Regions from separate parts of the Mus musculus genome. Here region 2 is linked to region 1. Evidence: chromatin contacts called from public HiChIP or PLAC-seq data. All regions are on one chromosome and are shown on one strand. The core of a region is the stretch at or near the end of the contact, and the rest is flanking DNA. Distances in the headings are between cores, read along the strand shown. Region 1 holds the start of Kifc3 (kinesin family member C3). Region 2 has its middle 15 kb from the start of Gm31277.

Region 1 (6,502 bases), core at 1,119-3,618:
TTTCCTTCTTAGAGGGAAGTTCAGCCAGGATGATGAGGAGATGGAGCTGAGAGAATATGCTATATAGAACAGGGGAGAGGTGACATGTAGGGGTAGACAGAGGTACAGGAACAATGCATCTAGAGACAGGAAACAAATAGCAAGAATCTGGAGTCAGAGACTGAAGACTTTTGATCTGATGCTTTTAGGGGCAAGTACTGAAGACAGTGGGTCATGTCTCTTCCTCCCCTGACTGAAGACAAGTCAAGTGTGGGGTACTCACTGGGAGAGGACAGGAATGTGGGGGGAAGGGGTCAGAAAGATGCTGATCAACCCCATCCCCCATCCCATGGATGCCTTGAGATGGGTGTAAAGTGGGAGAAGCCAGAGGAGCAGAGAGCAGATACAAATGCCCTACCCAGGTGGCCTGATGCAGTGCATGAAGCCGACCCTGCAGGCCAGGGGGTGAAGCTGGGAGGACCATCCTCTGTGGGTGCTCGTACCAAGCTGAGACCATGACGGGCAGAGGATTCTAGGAGAGATCAGCTCAGTCAAGGAGGTGGGGGAGCATATTTCTGTGCTATCAGGAAGGGAAGTTGGAGCGGCAGCCTGGAGAAAGAGGAAGGGTGTGTGCTAGGTCCCCAAGAGGAAAAGGCAGCTGAATTTAGCAGCTGGAAACCCGGGTGTGAGGTCAGGAGTATCAAGGAATCTCAAACAAGCCCAGGGTTCTAGGCCAAGAGACAAGTGCATCATCTCCTTACACAGGTGTTAGGTCTGGGGTCCTGGGACCTCTAGTGACCTGGAAATCATGCAGTAGAGCTATGGGCTAGGTCAGACCTTGGCTCCGCCACCTAGAAGAATTAATTACCTGCTCTTTGCCTTATCATCTTCATGTATCAAGTGGTGAAAACTGTACTTCTCAGGGCTGACATCAGAAAATACACATATGAAGTATGGACACAGGCAAAGGGCCCAAGATGCTGCTATCTCTTGGTAAACTGTCCCATTGGTGGGTGAATGCGGAAGCTGTTTGGGGGAGGGGCATGTGCTTCTCTGGGTTTAGCTAAGGATGGTAGATCTGCCTTCCTCCTGTCTTAAACCAGAGACAGGGCAAAGACTCACTCTCTCTCTCTCTCTCTCTCTCTCTCTCTCTCTCTGTGTGTGTGTGTGTGTGTGTGTGTGTGTGTGTGTGTGTAGACCTCATAGTCACCTATACACCACTGCAGGGGATAGCTTAGTTCTCCTGGGTGAGCATTTGGGGGAGGGGGCATGGCTAGACTGGGTTAGGGTATCCCTGGCACACACATGTTCTGGTGCATCCAGATTTCAAATTTTCTGCTCTCTGGTACCCATACAGACAGCAGAACTTACCATCCCCAAACCCTGAAGTCCAACCACTCCAATACACAAAACCATTCTGGGACTGCATTCCTAGCAAATGACTCTCTCTAGCCAAGGAGACTGCCCCTTTATGAAGGGCATGGGGAATAAGTCCTACCAGACTAGGAAGGGCATTTACCCAGTCTGGGGCAGAAGGACACTAAGGAAGGTGAAGCTAGGGGTAGTCCCAAGGCCCAAGCTTGAGAAATGCATTAAAGTGTGTGTGTATGTTTTGGAAGGGTGACAAATACTACTTAAGAATTTAAATCCAGCTTCCTCTTTAAAATGTCTCAGGACCCGGCCTTTCACTGTGTCAGCCAGAGTTCTCCTGTTACTTGCAGTGGAAAGGCTGAGGGGACAGACAGCTTCTGGGCTCCCCTCCCTGCAGGGATTCCTCAGCCGCAGCTGTCAATGACTTGATCCCTCTCAGCTTGAGAGGGTATTTCTGAGGCCCTCCCTCCTAACCTAGGGGCTGCCGCACCCCACCTCGGGCCTTGCCCGGGGGATGGGGGAGAACTACTCGGGGGACACAGAGGGAGGGCCCAAACAGTAGCCTTCCTGGAAGCGACCCTTGCAGGGGGAGGGGGTTCACTGGTTGACCCGCAGCTCCCAGGTAGGCACTGCACATTCCCCCTCCAAGGAGTCGGTCTTGGTGGCGCTACCCCAGAGGCTGTGCCACCCTCACGCCCAGGTCTCTGCAAGATCCTCCGGTTGGACCAATACAGTGGGAGCCCCGCGCTCAGCCGGGTCTCTTGGGGCCTGATCGCAACACCCACCGGGTCGGGGAAAGAGGGGGTCCTCAGGCAGGGCGGGCGCGGCGCCCAGCAGGAGCGCCGGGAGGAGCCCGTCCCATTCCACCCCCAGCCTGCCGGGACCCGACTCACCGGCCTAGCGGAGACAGGATCCCAGCGCCGCCACCGCAGCGCCCCGGGCTCGGCCCGCTCCGGCCGGCTCCGGCCCGCCCGCCCGCGCGAGGCAGCTCCACGCCGCCGCCGCTGCCTCCTTGGCCCGCCCCGTGCCCGCCCCTCCCGCACTTTCCACAGGAAATGATTAACTCAGGCCGCGGCGCGTTCCCATGGTAACGGGCTCGGGAGGGGGGCACGCGCACTCTCGCGCACGCGCCCACCCCAGGCGCATGCCTCCCCTCTTATCCTACCCATCCACCCGACACAGGCTGGTACACCCTTGTGCGCACACCCACTGGTGCACGAGCCCAGGCGCACCTTGCCTGCCCCTTCCGAGCTGGCTCACACCCTCCACTGCACACCGCGTACCTGCACACTCGCCCTCACCCATTACTCCTACCCAGGAGTTAACGTTAACACTCACCCTCAAAACGGTTTGTACTCCACCCCAAACCCAGGTGCAGAAGTTTCACGCACGCCAGCTAGGATCCACACACAACTGGCACACACACACACACAGACTCACATCTTAATACATTTCCTCACACAAGCTCTTGCACGCGAGATCGAGCACACGCATACCACACGTTCACCTGCTCTGTTACACAGGCGTGCACCCTCTCTCTGTGCCCAGCCTGGCATCCTGCCTTGCCAGCTGCACCCCTGCACCCCCAACCAATAAATATTTTCTTGAGCAGCAGGCTTGGGGTTTGTTAAGGTAACGCATTCCCTTAAGCTCCGGCAAAACAGCTCCACCGTCTGTCTTTAAAAGCTCCTTCCTGGGGCGTCTAGGAGCCACTGAAGAGGCCTGGGGGAGAGAAGGCTCAGGCAGCCAAGAGAGACTGCTGACCCAAAGGAGCCACTCTGTTCTTTGTCTCCCAAACAGAGAGGCATTTATTCCAGCCCCAGTATGCCCACTCCGGAGTGCGGAAGGAGAATGTGCCACAGGAGCCTGTCCCGCAGAGGCTGATGGTCCCCAGATAACCTGAGGAGGGTGAGGGTCTACCCCTTCAGGCTTGCCAGAAATGGCCTAGGAGAGACCTAGGGAGGGCCTTGCTGCCTCCTCTGGGCCTGCTTCCCGCTTCCGCTGCTGAGCCACGTGTCAAGAATCTGGAGCAAAAACAGAGACAAGGACTTAGGCCCCACAGGGTGCCTGGTGCCAGGCCAGGCCTGGCCAGTAGGCCCCCAGCTGGAAGCAAGCACTGTCTCATCTATTGAAGGCTCTATTCGAGGGGAAGGGGTGTGTCCTGCATTTAAGTTTGCATATAAAAGGAGAAACCTTGTCTTCCTTAAGGATTGGGACACTGACATAAACTTCAGTTTCCTTCTAGCAAAGCCAAAGTCAGGTTTTGTTTTGTTTTGTTTTAACTAATAAAAACATTTATTGTTCTCTTTTCTCCAATTAGAAAAGTAATGGATGTTCCTTGTGACTGTGATCCCACCCACTGGGTGTAAGTGCTGCCAACACTTCATTTAGGACAGCCCTTTTCCCTTGTGCACATAATAGACACCATTTATTCCTGGTGAGTATAGTGTCTGGCACTGTGCTCTGTAACAGCAAGGTCCCGTTCCACACTGATCCGCCCAGGAGATGGGCACCTCCTATGTCCATGTGTTCAAGAGAGGAGAGGCAAACTCAGAATGGGTCAGAGCTGAGGCTCCAAGTCCTATAGGGATGCACACATGTGCACTGTGCACAGGGGCCACTGTATGAATGTAGGAAGCACCAATGAAGGAAAAATGAAGGGCGGGCTGAAACCATAGGAGGAAGCACTTTAAAACTCCCAGCAAGGCTCTAGCTCCAACTGAAAAAACTAATCGTTCAATGATTATTAAGAATTTAAGAGTTCACATTCCGCTGGCCCTGGTGGCACAGGGCCTGTCATTCTAGCCACTGGGGAGGCCAAGGGGAGGATTTCAGTTCAAAGTCTGCTGGTTAGAGTGTCACCAGGAACTGCATACCAACTCCACTTCTCTGGCAGTTTCAATGGAGGCTGCCAACTCTCTCCTAACCATGGGAAAAGTGAAAGATTTCCCAGAATCCTAGCCAATGGCCTTGATGCTTCCGGCCCACTTTAGGGTAGAGGTGGAGCTGTCTAGAGCCAGATAAAAGGCAGTGGCCAGAATACTGAAAACCTACACCTGTTTCTGCAGGGCAAGGGGGTGGCAGTATCTGCAGGGCAAGGGGTTGACAGTGGCTTCTCTAGGTGCCCAAAGTACATGAAAACCCCTCCCCCAGCTATTAGAAGTACAAAAGGGCTTAAGAGCGCTTCCCTAGAGGGAAGCAGAAAAGACAATCCAGAAAATCCTGCTGTGATTTTTTTCCCCTCTTTCTCCCAGTGACCAAAGTCCACCACAGATAAGCAGGCCAAGTTTTTCCGTCTCCAGAGGTTTATTGGCCAATCAGCCCCAGCCTTCTCAGATGCCTGGAGGCCTCATTCCTTTCCTCACACCCCCCCACCACCACCACCACAGTGACCCCCCTCTTCTAACCTTTATCTTACCCACTTCAGATGACCTTCAAGTTCTGCAAGTCCAGCAAGCACACCTTCCCTTTCAGTCACAGGGAGCAGCGGGCATCAGGACTCCCCATCCCTGTAGAGGGTGTATATGCCACCCCCACCACCATGGTCATGGTGGTAGCCTGTCCTGTCCTCGCCAGTCCCACCTTGAGGACAGGACCCTTTCCAGACATCACAACCTCACAAGTTTCACCCTGGTGTGACATACAGAACAACTAATCAGGTATACACGGGACAGGTAGGATTCGGAGAGCAAGATGCAGGAGACACACCCAAATAGACTTCCTCCCGTGCAAATGATGGGTAATTCCTAGCAGACAGAAGGACCCTTGGACAGCTGTTTTACTGCGATCAGAAAGAGTTCCTGCATCTGGGGAAATGGTTTATTGTCTCTCTGAGCTAGAGGAACTTATAGGAAGCAATTCTCCAACCTCAGCTTCCCAAGGAGCCATTACTACAGCCTCTGTATCCAGGCAACAGTCCCTCGAAGTAAGAGAATGTTCTAGAGTTGACTCTCCTATTGTGTGGTTCTGCAGGTTGAAACCCACTTCTTCTGACACTCCTGAAGTTGTCTGTCACGGAGGAAGGGAGGTAAGAGCAGTCTGTCTGTTCCCAGTCCTGCAGTGAGTTTAGCCTGAGCATATTAGAAGCTAAGGGGGCTTGGATCACTCTTGGCCAGACTATAATTCCTCCAGCCCTTGTTTGCTATAGACTCAGTTCCCACAGGCACAGTTCCTGGAGTGATAAGAACCTTTCACTTGTCTCCCATGCTCTCTGCCTGATCCTTTTGTGCCCCACTTGGGGGTGGGGTGGGTTTTTTTGTTGTTGTTGTTGTTTTGTTTTTTGTTTTTGTTTTTTTTCCCCGAGACAGGGAGACAGGGTTTCTCTGTATAGCCCTGGCTGTCCTGGAACTCACTTTGTAGACCAGGCTGGCCTCGAACTCAGAAATCTGCCTGCCTCTGCCTCCCGAGTGCTGGGACTAAAGGTGTGCACCACCACGCCCGGCTGTGCCCCACTTTTTAAAAGCCATATTAACAGGATCTCTCCCACTTTCATGGGGACTGGTCAAAGGGACAAGGCAACCCTTGGCCCATCCAAACATAGCTTTGAACTTCTCAGCCTTCACTGGCTTTTCCCCATTGGCCCAGAGGTCTCATTCAATTGGCACTCCTACCCTCCCAGGAGGGCAGCTAAAATCTACCTCTGACCTGCTGAGGAATTTGGCATCCAAACAGAGGCTCTCTCACCCTTATCAGCTCCCGGAGTCTAAAAATGAGAGGAATGCAAACACTAGGGTGATAATGTATTTATGCCAGGTAATAAAATGATTGAGCAATAGTGACCCAGAGAAGGGATATGTGTCTGTGTGTGTCTGTGTCTGTGTGTGTCCACCCAGCACTCTGGAGATAAAAGAGTTTCAGGCCAGCTGAGGCTACAGAGTAAGACCCTGCCTCAAAAACAAACAAACAAACAAATACAGGAGTGACCCTTGGGAGAGGCACCATGGACAAGAAGCCCTACCCTGCCCCCACAGCACCTCCCTGACTCATCCTTGAAGCAAAACCCAGAAGCCTGACTCCTCCCTTCAGGTCCTCCTCCCAGAGCCTCTGTCCTTGATCCCCACCTCAGTGTTCCCATTTGTCCTTCTCTCTCATTCATCTCTCCCTGTTTGAAGTTTTGGTATTTGGTTGGCCTTTTGTGTTTTTAATGGCGCTG
Region 2 (6,502 bases), core at 1,815-4,314, 43 kb after region 1:
TTGCCCCGACAGCACAGTCATGCGTGCCGGAGCCTGCAACCACCCGTGCCCAGGCGTTTTCTGCTTGGTCCGCTAATTCCACTAACAGTGGCTCGGGGCTGTGAACGAGGAGGCTTTAACTACAACAATTAAAAGGCTCTGAAGACAGCACCTGCTTCGGCTTCCAGGGAATCACCTGGGTCACCTGGGTCACAAGCGAGGGTCCTAGAACACGAACGTTTATGAAGAGCTTTTAGGCAGCTGCTTTCCCTGCAGTCGGCTCCATGGTCCTACGAGTTGTAACACCCACAGCTTCAGTCTTCCAACAGGAAACTCAGTATGTCCAGATTTTTTTTAAAGACAGGGTCTCATGCAACCTAGGTTGAGTTCAAACTCTCTGTGTAGCTAGGATTGGCCTTGATCCTCCTGACTCTTGTTTTTTTTTTTTTAAGATTTATTTATTATTATATCTAAGTACACTCTCGCTGTCTTCAGACGCACCAGAAGAGGGTGTCAGATCTCGTTACGGATGGTCATCAGCCACCGTGTAGTTGCTGGGATTTGAACTCAGGACCTTTAGGAAGAGCAGTCAGTGCTCTTAACCGCTGAGCCATCTCTCCAGCCTGATCCTCCTGACTCCTAATTCTACTTCCTGAGGTGGCCAGATACTCACAGCTGATCTTGATTTTCAGCCTCCCAAATCCTCCTTCACCCTCAGCCTTCCCGGCCCAGCTAACAGCGACTGCCTCTTCTGCCCTAATGACTTGGGTGGAGGCTTCCCGGGCATTTCCGATGTTTGTGGGTTTTTTTTGTTTGTTTGTTTGTTTGTCTTTTGGAAATGGGGGTTCACAATGTTGACCAGGCTGGCCCTGAGCATCCATCCTCCTGCCCTGGCTCCTAAGTGGGATTAGAGGTGTGTGCCATCACATTCCAGCTCTTTCCCGTGCTACGCCGTGACATCACACTCTAATAAGTCTTCCCTTCGAATATAACTTGCAATCCAACCATGTCTCTGCCCGGAGGCCTATCATAGCATCACCATGTCTTAGCATCCAGGGACCCTCTTAAAACCAAAGCCCAGTCCCATCACTGTCTTGCTCAGAGCCTTCAGTGGCCCCCATGTTAACCCACTGATGTCTCCCAATCTGTCCTTGTTTATTTTTGAGACAAGGCTTACTCTGTAGGGCCTCGAGTCCTTGAAAGATCCTCCTGCTCAGCCTTCCTCCTTCAACTAGGATCGTAGGTGCGCACCACCATGCCCAGCTTTGCGTTCTCTCTCTCTCTCTCTCTCTCTCTCTCTCTCTCTCTCTCTCTCTCTCTCTCTCTCTCTCAGCTGTATGGCCTCTTAACATGTGTGCAAGGCATGTTGGCTTGTGCTTTACCTCTCGTGTCCCTCTGTAAAGGACAGCAAGCTCTACATGCTAGGATCTTGGTCCACAGTGTTTGCCGAGGGCTCCCAGGCAGTTATCCCCAGGCTGGTGTGGAGCAAAGGCCCTGCAAAGGTTTGTGAACGAAGGGCATGGAACAGCTGTTGAAACAAGAACGAGCAGAGGGATGCTTCCGACTTGCCTGCTCCTTAGGGAGGTGGATGGGATGAGGGCCATAGAGTTGCCCTAGTTCACCTTCCCCTCCCCCACAAAGTGCAAACTCTAGAGGGGTTTGAGGGAAGGGAAGTGGGGAGGGAGGGTTCTACACATTCCAGAGTAGGGTAGGCAAGAGATTCAGGTCCAGAGTCTCGGGAAGACACCTAAGATCGTTCTTGTGTTCCTGGTCCCAGATGAAAGGCTAGCATCTGATGCAGAGCTAGATAGATCCCTGCCTGTGGGCTGTGGAGCACGGTGCCACTGAGAAACAGAGCCACCCGGGCTGGGCTGACAGCATTGCCCAGACAGGTGCAAATTCTCGTGTTAAGCCCTTCTTAAACCAGGCTCCCGTGGCCCATGCTTCCTCCCCTCCTTCCATCGAGTTACCATAGGAGAAAAGCGGATTAACAATGTCTCCCGCGTGGCTAGAACAAGGCAGCACCGCCACTCCACCCACACGCATCAGTTCCATGGGTTTGGTTTTCTCCTCAGACACTCAGGGACTGAGCTTTGAGAAACCTCCCTGGCTTGACTGTGACCCAGGAAGCTCTTTTAGGACCAGAACAGAGCATAACCCATGAAAGGACTTCACATTCCTTTACAATTCTGTAATACAGGGAAATAGATTTAGTTGTGGTACCAAGTGGTTCTCAACTTGTGAGTGGAGACTCCTTGGGGTAGCAATCAGATCTTCTTGTTTGTTTGTTTGTTTTCCAAGACAGGGTTTCTCTGTGTAGCCCTGGCTGTCCTAGAACTCACTCTGTGGACCAGGCTGGCCTCAAATTCAGAAATCTGCCTGCCTCTGCCTCCCAAGTGCTGGGACTAAAGGTGTGTGCCACCACTGCCAGGCTAGATCAGATCTTTACATTTTGATTCATAACAGTAGCAAAATTACCGTTATGAAGTAGCAATCAAATAATTTTATGGCTGGGGGTCGCCATAACATGAGGAACTGTATTAAAGGGTCACAGCATTAGGAAGTTTGAGAAAGGTCCTAGAGCCTAGGCACTTCAGAAAACAAACAACTAACAAAACCAAAGAAAACAAAAACAAAAACAAAAAAAAACAAAAAAACAAAAACCAAACCCCTTTCTCCTGAGCACATGCAAAGCAGAAGTAGGATAATCAGAAGTTCAAGGCCAGCATGGGCTACGTAGGGAGACACTGCCGGGAATACGTAGATATGGGGCCCCTTTCAGTGGACCTGAGCATGTGTGACTTGGATGATTTAATCGTTACTGGGTGGCCTCGGGATGGGGTTGGTCACCAGATAGCCAGTGATTAAAGAGCTGGAACTTTCTCTCCTTTAACCTGCAGGCAGCAGGAGCTAGAGACTGGCTTCTGTACGTAAAAGCGTTAAACAAACCAACCAATCCGCTATGAGATTGGCTGAGCTTCCAAGACTTGCTGAATGCAACTCCCCGGGTAGGAGCAGGGGGTGGGGAGCGCTCCTGAGCTCTGGCCCAGCCCTTTCTGTCCCTCAGCTCATCTTTTTTGAACAGGCCAGTCAGTTTAAGCAGTTAAATTCCTGCATGCTGGGAGCTGTGTAGTAAAGCAGCCGACCTGGGGAGGGTACTCGGGCATCCCTTGAACTTACAGCCTGTCATTCAGAAAGCTTGGCAGATGGGCGAACACCTCCAACCTCAGGAGTGAGTGTAGCCTTGGATTATTACAGGCTATCAGGGATGGGACCTGATGTTTCCAGGTTCCTGGTCTCTTATACAAAGAACTGAAAATAAGGGCTTACTCAAGATTCACAAAAGTAACAAGATGACTTTGGAGTATCAGAGGAATTCCAGAAGGATACAGTCAAGAGGGGGATACAGCAAACCACAACAAGGAACCTGGATTTTTGTTTGAGGTTTCCTTTTCTGGAGTTGAGGAGGAGGATTTGATTACTAAGGGCTGTAATTTGAATGGTCTCCCTTACGCATCATTAATATTTTATGAATAGAAAGAGACCAGAGGTTTCTCAATGAGTCTCTCTGTGTGTCAAATATACACCAGTAGGATTGCCCAATTTCCTGTCACCCTTGGGGAAGGGAGTCAGAGTGAATTTACAGGTGGCATAAGTTCTGACGAGATGATGAAGAAAGATGTTCCTTATGTTCAAACCCAGGGCCTTATGCTGGCAGCCGTGACTGGACAGTCCCTCTTCTACATGGCCGCCCTCATCAGCCTGGAGACCTTTAATGACCTCATCAGAGTCTGATTTCCACACTGAGACTTTCAGGGCTGACCCGTTAGTCAAAGCAGAGTTGAAAGATTGCTTTGCTTTGTTTTCTAAAGATTTATTGTTAAATAGGTGTGGTGACGCACACTTTTAAATCTCAGGATCTGGGAGGCAGAGGCGAGCAGATCTCTGTGAGTTCAAGGCCAGCCCTGGTCTGCTCAGTCAGTGCTTTTAACCTCTGAGCCATCTCTCCAGCAACATCCCCTCTCTCTTTTAATAGGAGATGTTCTTCATGTGATTCCAGAGATGCCCTGGAGGGAATCACAGTCAGAGGCTACAAATGAAGTGCTGCACACAGCTTTGGCAATGTCTTTCCCCTGAAAATGGAGTTTCTGGTGCGGTTCAAGGCTAGGAAGGAGAAACGGCCTTAAGCTGTAGTTAATTGGCTGGCAAAGGCTTCAACCAAGTGCTTGGGTGAAGGGCTTCTCCGTTTTCTCAAATCCATCAAACGCGCCCTTGCCTTCCCAGTCTGGCTTAATGTACGCTAAGGAAGTACCTTTTCTACTGAGGCAGGATTTTAAAAACAAGGAAAATTATGGGGGCATGAGGAACAGAGAGAGAGGAACTCCTCAGAGCAGAGTCTGGCTGAAGCCCCTCTCGCCAGCTGAGAAGAAAGAGTTCCACCTCCAGGACTACATTCACCAGGAGGTCTCTTTCTTTGTATAGATGCTTTCTGTTAAATTAGCAGTGAGCCGGGCATGGGCCTGAAAGTACCTGGCCTCCCTCGTTTCTTTTTCCCAGCTGTTCACAGTAAAGATGCTTCCCTGAGGTGATACAGACTCGTCACCTGCGGTCCTATCAGGTGCCCCTCAGGAACCCACTGTAATCTCATTTCCGTTCCTTGCAACCCTTTGAAGACAAAGGACTTGTCTTTAAAATACATCCAAACACCATATCTTGGCCATCTGTTAAGACAATGAAACGGGACTCTCCACACCCTTGCTGTCTTACTGTTAACTCCTGGGGGAGGAAAAAAAAATCTGTGTTTCAAATGCCTTTTAGAAAAGAAACTTTAACTCTGCTTCATATGATTATTCTGAAATTCCTTTCTGTGTTGAAGCCAAGGACCCGGTTTTTCTGCAGTCAAGGTCCCCAGACTGTGAGATGCATTGTGAAGTTGTGCCTCTGCCATTGTGGTCTCTACTTCTTCATCCCCTGGCTTTTGAGCATCTCTCTGAGCCAGCACTGGTCTACACTTCTTAAACTTCTCCCCCTCCTTCCTCAGCCTCCCTGTTACGGGGGGTGGGGTGGGGGGGTGGGTGGTCCTTAGATCCGTTAAGTGTGCCACTTCTTAAAGGAAATTGGGAAGTAAATTGATAAAGGAAGTTGGATTTATTTATAGTTTGGCCAAACCTGGAAGAGAAAGATGCCTAGTTTCCGATTTCCTGTTCGGTGCCACATTTTATAGAAACGCTAAAAAGAAAAGTCTAAAATCTGCATGTGTTAATTTACTTTGTCAGAACTGTGGACTCTCTTCCTGGAAGGCCAGTTCTCCTCTGGCTGGCAGGAGGCCGCCGCCCTTCCCTTCTTGCAGTGGAATTCCTGGTTTTTCATTCTTTGGGATGATAAAGGGAAGGAGGGAGTGAACATCAGAATATCATTCAGAGTCTCTCTTTTCCTGTTAAGGCTGTTTTCTATCAAATACTATAAAACTGTATTTAGGACAAGGGATTAAATCTTTTTTATCATCTCCCACCTAGTAAGACTTTTATGCAAACATTTCCATGCCCCTTCTCAGGAAAACTTCTGTTTACACGGAGCCCACTGCCCTAGGAATACGATGGTCTGGAGCAGTGACCCTATTCCGACTCCTCCTCATTTCCTGTGTGCTTTTTTCTTTTTTTTTTTTTTTTTTCAGACTAGCCAATTGACTCAGACTGTGAAGTCAGACCCTGGGCAATGGGAAAGAAACACAATCAAAACCTAAGCTAGAATTAAAATTAAGTACACGTCCTGTCTCAGTATACCCTCTTGTTCAGACACTCACTTGGAGTGACAGTCTCTTTCTTTGTGACCCTGAACTTATTTCTGATGCCCTGATGACAGCAATGTACTTCCACAGCTGATTTAGTTTGGGTTTTGTTTGTTTGTGTTCAGGGGCTGGGGATACCGGTAAGCACAGGCTCACCTTGATGAACCAGCCTGCCTCCATCTTAGTCGTAAAAGCCATGTTATAGTTAAGATAAACTAGGTTTGTTCCTGTTTATGATTAAATCTCTGTTTCTCCAGGATGAGGCTGTATCCCACCCCGACCTTAACTACAAATGGTTCTGTAGCGCCTGTTCCAGGAGTGGCAACTAAGTCTTTGTTTCAAAAGTTATTATGACCACTGTTGTTATGACCACCTGGTTATTAACTCCTTGCATCCTTGTTTCAGGTTGTTATGATCAACTTTTCTACTTCTGTAACCCCACCAGTTTGCCCAACAAATCCCCCGTTTAGAAACCCCTACTTGTTGGGTGTGGTGGCGCACACCTTTAATCTCAGCACTTGGGAGGCAGAGGCAGGCGGGTTTCTGAGTTCGGGGCCAGCCTGGTCTACAGAGTGAGTTCTAGGACAGCCAGGGCTACACAGATAAACCCTGTCTGGAAAAACCAAAAAAGAAAGAAAGAAACCCCTACTCATGGACTATAGCAAAGTCCTTACCTTCCCCATGTCAAGAGATCTCTTGAACCCCACTTGTAGGGAGAGACAGCCTGTATACATA

Evidence for each region. HiChIP or PLAC-seq counts read pairs in DNA pulled down with a chosen protein or histone mark.
Region 2: a contact with region 1 is called in an H3K4me3 HiChIP or PLAC-seq map of embryonic stem cells, with 43 read pairs. The contact joins the enhancer-like site here to the promoter of Kifc3 in region 1. A contact is called at or near these places in 2 of 39 promoter capture datasets (HPC-7-derived erythroid cells and embryonic stem cells), 2 of 15 datasets of contacts at CTCF or cohesin (CD8 T cells and the NIH/3T3 cell line), 42 of 484 Hi-C or Micro-C datasets (the AML12 cell line, the N1E-115 cell line, the NIH/3T3 cell line and 17 more), 34 of 115 datasets of contacts at active chromatin or transcription factors (the 230-238 cell line, CD8 T cells, astrocytes and 17 more) and 3 of 9 other capture datasets (adipose tissue, liver and pancreatic islet).

The regions. Positions count from the first base shown.
Region 1 is chr8:95,140,189-95,146,690 of GRCm38.p6, forward strand. Kifc3 (kinesin family member C3) reads right to left here and starts at 2,369. Exons shown (of 22, transcript NM_001372314.1): 1 at 2,244-2,369. Gm31036 (a long non-coding RNA gene) reads left to right here. Exons shown (of 3, transcript XR_001778639.1): 2 at 5,323-5,377.
Region 2 is chr8:95,182,482-95,188,983 of GRCm38.p6, forward strand. It overlaps a transcript of Kifc3 not described here. Among named protein-coding and RNA genes, the nearest start is that of Gm31277, 15 kb to the right of the region's middle. Within about 2 kb of position 3,065, at least 9 of the 459 cell types and tissues checked have an H3K27ac peak or open chromatin away from gene starts, as enhancers often do. A contact at or near this core is called in embryonic stem cells and rod photoreceptor, where this site is marked.